2 separate regions of the Hordeum vulgare genome follow, and region 1 is linked to region 2. Evidence: chromatin contacts called from public Hi-C data. All regions are on one chromosome and are shown on one strand. The core of a region is the stretch at or near the end of the contact, and the rest is flanking DNA. Distances in the headings are between cores, read along the strand shown. Region 1 overlaps LOC123407901 (DNA-directed RNA polymerase II subunit RPB1-like). Region 2 has its middle 180 kb from the start of LOC123411365.

Region 1 (4,043 bases), core at 913-3,412, 560 kb before region 2:
TCATGAGGTGTTCTTTTGAAGAAACAGTGGATATCTTGCTTGATGCTGCTGTATATGCGGAATCTGATTACCTGAGAGGTGTCACCGAGAACATTATGCTTGGCCAGCTTGCTCCTATTGGTACAGGAGGTTGTGGATTGTATCTGAATGACCAGATGCTGCAGCAAGCCATTGAGCTTCAACTCCCAAGCTATGTTGAAGGTCTGGACTACGGCATGACACCAGCGCGTTCGCCCATGTCTGCGACACCGTACCGTGATGGAGGAATGATGTCACCAATGCTGAGTCCAAATTTCAGGGCTTCCCCCATTACAGATGCTCAGTTCTCACCATATGTTGGAGGCATGGCATTCTCACCCGTCCCGTCGAACTACAGCCCATCCTCTGGAGGTGGTTACAGTCCGTCTTCTCCGGTGTTCAGCCCAGGGCCAGGACATGGTTACAGTCCCACTTCTCCATCATACAGCCCTGCATCACCCAGCTACAGTCCCACATCTCCATCATATACGCCTGGCTCCCCTTCCTACAGTCCGACCAGTCCATCATACTCTCCGACCAGTCCATCATACTCGCCAACATCACCGAGCTACAGCCCCACATCACCGAGCTACAGCCCCACGTCTCCGAGCTACAGCCCCACATCACCAAGCTACAGCCCCACATCGCCGAGCTATAGTCCAACATCTCCGGTTTATAGCCCGACCTCACCAGCATACAGCCCGACATCTCCTGCATACAGCCCGACTTCGCCATCTTACAGCCCTACTTCTCCATCATACAGCCCAACTTCTCCCTCATACAGCCCTACATCTCCCTCATACAGCCCGACTTCGCCCTCATACAGCCCGACGTCGCCCTCATACAGCCCTACATCCCCCTCATACAGCCCTACTTCGCCCTCATACAGCCCTACATCGCCTGCATACAGCCCTACATCGCCTGGTTACAGCCCGACGTCACCGAGCTACAGCCCTACTTCACCGAACTACAGCCCAACTTCACCGAGCTACAATCCTTCTTCGGCCAAGTACAGTCCTTCACATGCTTATTCTCCGAGCAGCCCAAGGATGATGAGCCCGTACAGTCAGACTTCTCCGAACTACAGGTATTCTGTTGATAGATAGACTACTTTCCTTTTGGTGTTGTGCTCCATGCATGTCTATGCTCTATTTTGATTACATCTCCGTTTCTCCTCTCCAGTCCGACCTCACCGACCTACTCGCCCACCTCACCATCTTATGCACAACCAAGCCCGTCATACAGCCCGACAAGGTGAGCCCATTTCTGTTGATAATCACCCCTTGTTTTTAACTTAGAGAAATGCTGTTGCTGCAACAATAATACATGGGTTTCCTAACTCATTGCGTGAGTGCTGCAGCCCGCACACTAGCTCCGGTGGACCTAGCCCAGATTACAGCCCGACATCTCCGAACTACAGGTAAATAATGCGTGAGGTTTATCTCATTTACCCCTGATGAAAGTGCGCAATTAGCTCTTCTGACAATTGCGGTTTTGAGCGTGCAGCCCCAGCGCAAGCTACTCCCCGACTGCACCGGGCTACTCCCCTTCGTCCACCGGTCCGCAGGCAACTGACAAGGACGACGAGACTGTTGATTAGAAAATGGCTGCTGACCGCTGGCTGATGCAGAACCATGCCACATTACCAACTCTTGTTTCCTTGTGTGTCCAGAACAGGCCTTGTTGTAAGCTGCGATACTAATAGCAGCACTAGGATTGGCGGCCGTAGCTGGGCTCATATTTAATTACGGCTGGGCTGATATTTAATTTTGTGTTTTCTATCGGATTATTATGCTAATGTTTCCATTGGAGCTTTTGCTGACTTGTCTGCTTTGTGGTACGCAACTTTTGTTTGGTAGACGTAAGGTCTGCATGGATTTTCTCCTTCCAAACGGATGGGGCATGCGAATGTATGGACGCAGTGGCGTTGTACAAAACTAACACGGCAGCGCCACATAGACGAGATGGAATTTATGGCTGTAGATCAGTCGGCAGCGCCACACAAACGAGGTGGAATGTATGGCTGTAGATCAGTCGGCAGCGCTGCATAAACGAGATGAATGCATGGCTCTCATGCGTTGACTAACTTATGTGGTAATCTTCTTCTAAAAGCAAAACAAACATGTGTGGTGATCTTGCTGGGTACGTGACCCGACGGTGGAGCACATGCTTTGTAGGTGCTGTGCTGCTCCCGCTTGCATTATTCTGAGCACTAAGCAATGATCATCGGTGCTACTTTTTCTGTGTGCCCCTTTTTATAACTCTGTCAGACCCTTTTTTTTTTTGCAGGGAAAGACTGAATATATCTATATGACTATATCTATACTAAGATTCGAACTCACAACCCTTTCCTTCTATCCGTTTGGCTCTACCCAGTTATAAGAGCATCTCTAGTTGATGGTGTAAATTTGAACATGTATATCTTCATTTACACGTCTATATACACGTTGTTAAATTATACACGTTCCAATTTTTCAATGGAACGTGTAAATTAGGACGTGTATATTTCAACGAATATATTTTCAAACGGCTATATTTGTAATGCAGCTATCAATGGACATCAAATTCTGCAATAACAGCAATTAACAGCAATGGACATCAAATTCTGCAATAACAGCAATTAACAACAATTAACAGCAATCCGACAGCAAATTCTGCAATAACGACAACTAACAGCAATTAACAGCGCATTGTAGCCCCGCCCTACATCTCGCCCCGCACGCAGCGCCGCCCCGCCCCTGCATCTCGCCCGCGCCCCCTGCATCTCGCCCCGCACGCAGCGCCGCCCCGCCCCTGCATCTCGCCCCGCACGCAGCGCCGCCCCGCCCCTGCATCTCGCCCCGCACGCAGCGCCGCCCCGCACGCAGCGCCACCGCCCTCCCCCCGCCCCTCTCTCCCCGCCCTCCCCTCTCCATGGCGCGCGCCGCCGTCCCCAGATCTGGCCAGCGGTGCGTCGGCCGCCCGGCGTCCCGCGCCTCCTCTCTACCGACGGGAATGGAAAATAGAAGGGAGGGAGAGAGCTTACCAGAGGGGAGTGGTCGCCGGCGAGCTTCGATGGCCTCTGGACGAAGGCGGGAGGATGGCAGGAGCAGGGCGGGAGGATGGCGGGAGCAGCTCGTTTCCGTCCACGAGCGTGGCCGAGGCGTGTTTATTTCCACGAGGAGTAGCCTCGTGGATGGACGTGTAAAACTTGCACGCCCGTATACACGATCCACTGGAAAGCGTTTTTCAGTTTGCATCTTGTATATTTACCATCCACCTTCATATACACCATCCACTAGAGATGCTCTAACTAGTTTGTGGGTTCATTATAATTATATATGTAGGATTCGTTTGCAAAATAGTATGAAGGTATCGAAATAGTATGAAGGTATCGTCACGTATCATCATGGGCCTGTTCTGGGCTTCGAAATCAGGGCAAAAATAGATCGGATACACAACCTTCACTTCCTTGGTATTTCTCAAAAAAAAAAACTTGTACCCCTTGGGTTGTAGCCAGCTAAGCATGTGCGTGTGATAAAAACGCGTTCGTCTATAATACCGTCTTGTTCAGCAAACCAATCCATGGTTGGATGGTTAGAAGGACTGTGATATTTCCTTCCCACTAGAGCTCAAATCTCAGATTTGACATTGAAGCTTGCATTTTTTTAGATTTATTTCAATTTAAATCCCTGAGTTGTACGAGAATCAACATCCTCCTAAATAATTAAGCTTGATAACTTGAGTCCAGGACCGTCTTCAGAAATTTGGGGGCCTAGGATGGGATGAAAGTGGGGTCGTAATATTTTTGGCGTAAATTTTTCCCTAAAAAAAAAATCAGAAAATTGAAAAGGAGCAAATCTTGAAATTTGAATGAGTAACTACATTGAATATCTTTGATATGGAAGTAACTATCTTAAAAAATTGTCCTATAAATCCATTTGGAGTTTGAAATTTGAATGAGTAACTACATTAAATACTTTTTTTTTCGAGTCGTATCCCTTAGGGATCCAATTCATTAAAAAAGATAGAAGAAAGTACTAATA
Region 2 (4,282 bases), core at 540-3,039:
AGTTTGTCTGTCAAGTTAGTTCAAAGTAAGGAGTATTTGCCCATTGGTTTATCGACTCATCAAACTCGCATTGATATTGCCAGTAGCGACATCATCAGTTGAAAGAGCTTTCTCAGCCATGAATATAATAAAGACAGATTTGAGAAACAAGATAGGTGATGAATGGTTGAATGATATGATGGTTTGCTATGTTGAGCGAGATATATTTGCTCGGATTGAAGACAAGAAGATTATCGAACATTTTCATGGCCTAAGAAGTCATAGAGGCCATTCCATCCATGTATAACTACAACTTAATGGTAAACATTCGTCTTATCTTTTGTTTAAATGAATGGCATCCTATACTGTGACTTAGGTTAATCTCATTATTTTTACATATTTCAGGTACATAATGAACTAGGAGATTAAATATTTGAGATAAAACATAGAAGATTTAGCCAGCAGGAGTCCAAGTTAGACTTTATTTGATTTTTTGCATTACATTTTTGCCTAGTTCTTGAGAATAAAACTACTTTGATAATTTTTGCCTAGTTCTTCAAAAATAAAGTACTTTCTTAATTTCGTCTTGCATGCATGCATATTTTTGGCCAATTATTTTTATTGATTGTCTTATTTGATTGTATTGTGCCTTTGATTTTTCTTTCGTTTAAAATTTCACCCCTCGTAACTTCAAATCCTGGATCCGTCACTGGACATGTCCACGAACCCTCATATCATCCCTATATTTGTCCTCAATGAAAGGGTTCACGGATAGTCCGAACGTATAGAGATAATATGAGGGATCCGATTGGATTTTTCCCCTTATCTGTCCGCCCATTGATCGAGCGCATACACGAGCATATGAGAGCGCATTTAACGCGTCCGGTTATAGATGTTTTCACTTCCTCTAAGATGTTTGCAGGTAGAACCTGGGCTCCCACCCTATAAGAACTGTCAAAAAGTTTTACATTAGAAAAAACGAAGGCAGTACTCCCTCCGTTCTTAAATAGTATAAATCTTTATAGAGATTTTACTAAAAATTACATATAAAAAATATACATACATTTTAAAATATGTCTATATATATTTATATATAGTCTATAGTAAAACCTCTTAAAAAATTTATACTTAAAAACGAGGGGAGTAGTAAAATAGCAGTTGACACTCTAAAAAGACTCAAACTGCCGTCTTCTCATGGTCGATCGATTGCTGATAAGAATCTTCAGAAAATACGTTTTTAAAAGCCAAACACGGTCGATGAGAGGTGTCTTGTGTACATATTTCTTCACCGGTCACCACTTCAAAAATTGCTAATTAAATACATTCTTTTTTTTACCTTCATGGTTAGAAAGGTGTGCTTTAAGATGGCATGAAATCCCCACTTTGCAAAGTCAGGCCTATCTGGTACATTTAAATTGGTGTCCATGTTGGAATCGATTTTCCGTCGTGTTACAGGGGCGTAAAACATCTGCATCAAAAGAATTATTCACAATACCAAATATATTCCTAAGAATAGTTTTGGTAAATGTTCTCTAAAAGTAGAATATTGGTGATGAAAGGGCTGGTGTCATGCACGTAGAGTTCGCCCCCAGTCACCACCTTCGAAGATTTCCAAATTAATTCCTTTTTGTAACACTATCCAAGGAAGAACTTTGATCATCAACTTGGGCGAAAGGTATGTGTGTTTATGACGCGCATGACTATTTTTCAGTATATATTCTTAGGTTTATCTCGCATCGGCAGTGCATAGTGTTCATTCCCATGAGAAACCATGTCCTTTTCTCCCATAACTGTTGGACTTATATTCGAACAAATCTCATCTGCGTTTGGAAGTGCTCGTGCCCCAAAGCAGTGAAGTGACGAGACAACTCCATCCCCGTGGAGTTGATGGAACATTTTTTTGTTTGAGGGCAGGACCACCTTTGATATGACATTGGAACCTTATTAGGGTTTGATCTTGACAGTCACACAGAAACGAATTAATGTTTTGCTTCTCTTCAAGCAGCAATGAGCAGCCATTCCTTTTTTCTAACAGAAAATCAGCATATCTCGTGTAAGATCACTTGGTTCCTCGGCTCCAAAAAATCAAAAAAAAAACTCTAATAGATTCAAACACTCATATGTCCCTGTTTGGATTACTGTTTTCCTTTTAATTGGTCCTAAAAAAGCCACGTCTCTACTTGTCGTTTGGTTTTCGGTCAAAAATTGCTGGTGGTCGATAAGATACAAATATAAGTTAAATACCTTTCTATTAAGTTACACTCATGCCAAGGTGCGGCCAAGGTAATAGGGCGACGAGGATTGTATAGTGTGAGGCTGAGAGTCATGCTTCTGTCTCACTTCTAGTTTCTATCATCATTCCAACCTTATGTTGCAAAACAGAAAAAGAAAAAGAAAAGATTTTGTGAGATTGGATTGAGTTAGACAGGAGCAAGAACAACAACTGTGCTCTTTTTATTTGTTTTTTCATATACGCTCTGATGTCTGATCCCTTCATGCAAATCGATGTATTCATATGACACATGTGAAATTTCTTATGTCGTGGTTTCCACAGGTCAACATCGCACTATCTCAAGAAAAAGATGAAGACTTCCTGCTGACGAGAAAGACCATACGTTCAACTATTACCCGATAAGGGAAAACCAAGAGACTTGTCCAGCGTACGCTCAAAAGTAATATCACATTTTGCAGGGGAATTCAACTTGGCTGTTGACCCACAATATGCACCCATGATATGTACATGCACGATATGGATTATACAACACTACGCATTTCTTGTGCAGGGTCAACCCATGACCTAATGAAGCTTAACGGTCATGGTATATGTTTTTCTTATAATGGGCTTTTATTACTTAAAGTTTAAGTATTACACCCGGTCTTTGCATAGCTAGGATGCACACAATAAAAAATTAAAATATCTGAAACTAGTGAAACAACAAACGACGTAATGCAATTTAGTAGAAGTAAATCGTCGTTGCCTATGGAGGGCCTATCCGGAGGTCACACTACCATTCATGTAGGATAAAAATATCCCTCGCCACTTTCTTCAATCGTACAGAAGCCTCCACAAAAAGGTCGCAAAACTCCATCTGTTGTAATGTAGACCACGGACGGAGAATACCTGTACACCAGAAGATAACCTCCAGTCGAGAATAATTGTTATCATTAAAAATCTTGTCATTTCTACTGAGCGAGAGCGACCATATAACGACAAGCGCTCCTATCCATAAAATGGTTCTAAACTTAGTATCTATCCCAAATAGCCAGTTACCAAAAACATTGGCAACTGAAGTAGGTTGATATAAGTTGGAAGCTATATGGATAGCGGACCAAATAGACAACGAATTGGCATTCATAGAATAAATGTTTTATGCTCTCTTCTTGGGACAAAATACACATTTCATATTGACGTGCCAGTTTCGTTTGACTAGGTTATCTTTAGTTAAAATGACCCCTTTCCGAAGGTACCACGCAAAAATCTTTAGTTTTAGTGGTACCTTCATGCGCCATATTTTTTGTTATTATCGACTCGCACTTGAGCCCGTGTTAGTGCTCTATACATGGAATCCACCGAGTATTTCCCGTTCTCACATAGATTCCAATGGAACTCATCGGTCCCTTGTGACAGCTGAATCGTGGCCAGGCGTCCCAGTAAGGTAATACAAGACTATAGTCTGGCACCAATTAAATCCCGTCTGAACGTCATGACCGGTGGCGACGCTTGTATAACGGAAACAAGTGTAGCACCGTTGTGTCTGACTATATTCTATAGAGCCGGATATTGTTCTCGGAGTGTGGTATTCCCTAACCACTTGTCCTCCCAGAATCTAATTTCCGAACCATCCTTAATCTTAAATACGCCAAAGCGAAAGAAATGTTTCTTAGTCGCCATTAGGCCGGCCCAAAAATGCGAGTCACCGGGTCTCCATTGTACCTGTGATAATGGTTTTGTGCCTATGTATTTTCGTTTAAGGAGTGTTTGCCAGACACCATCCTCCGTAAGTAGCTTAAACAACCACTTACCCAAGAGGGCTGCGTTTTTAACCTGTAGGTCATGTATCCCCAGTCCTCCCTGGTCTTTTGGTCGGCATACGACGTTCCATTAGCGAGTCGATATTTCTTCTTCTCACTATCCCCTTGCCAAAAGAATCTCGATCGGAAATAATCCAATCTATGCAGGTCTCCTTTGGATAGTTGGAAGAAAGATATCATATACAGTACCATATTAGTGAGTACTGAATTTATGAGAATCAGTCTTCCTCCGAGGGATAGTAATTTTCCTTTCCAACTCGCAAGTCGTTTT

What was found. Hi-C and Micro-C count contacts between places; a contact is called where the count stands out from the background.
Region 1: a contact with region 2 is called in a Hi-C map of leaf, with 2.6 times the contacts expected there. The contact joins two enhancer-like sites. A contact is called at or near these places in 3 of 6 Hi-C or Micro-C datasets (leaf and seedling).

Annotation. Positions count from the first base shown.
Region 1 is chr7H:384,827,445-384,831,487 of MorexV3_pseudomolecules_assembly, reverse strand. It overlaps LOC123407901 (DNA-directed RNA polymerase II subunit RPB1-like), which reads left to right. Exons shown (of 14, transcript XM_045101142.1): 11 at 1-1,105; 12 at 1,201-1,272; 13 at 1,379-1,438; 14 at 1,525-1,834. The coding sequence ends at 1,618. Among protein-coding and RNA genes, the nearest start is that of LOC123407901, 13 kb to the left of the region's middle. Within about 2 kb of position 2,162, at least 3 of the 3 cell types and tissues checked have open chromatin away from gene starts, as enhancers often do. A contact at or near this core is called in leaf, where this site is marked.
Region 2 is chr7H:384,262,503-384,266,784 of MorexV3_pseudomolecules_assembly, reverse strand. No RefSeq gene overlaps it. Among protein-coding and RNA genes, the nearest start is that of LOC123411365, 180 kb to the left of the region's middle. Within about 2 kb of position 1,789, at least 1 of the 3 cell types and tissues checked has open chromatin away from gene starts, as enhancers often do. A contact at or near this core is called in leaf, where this site is marked.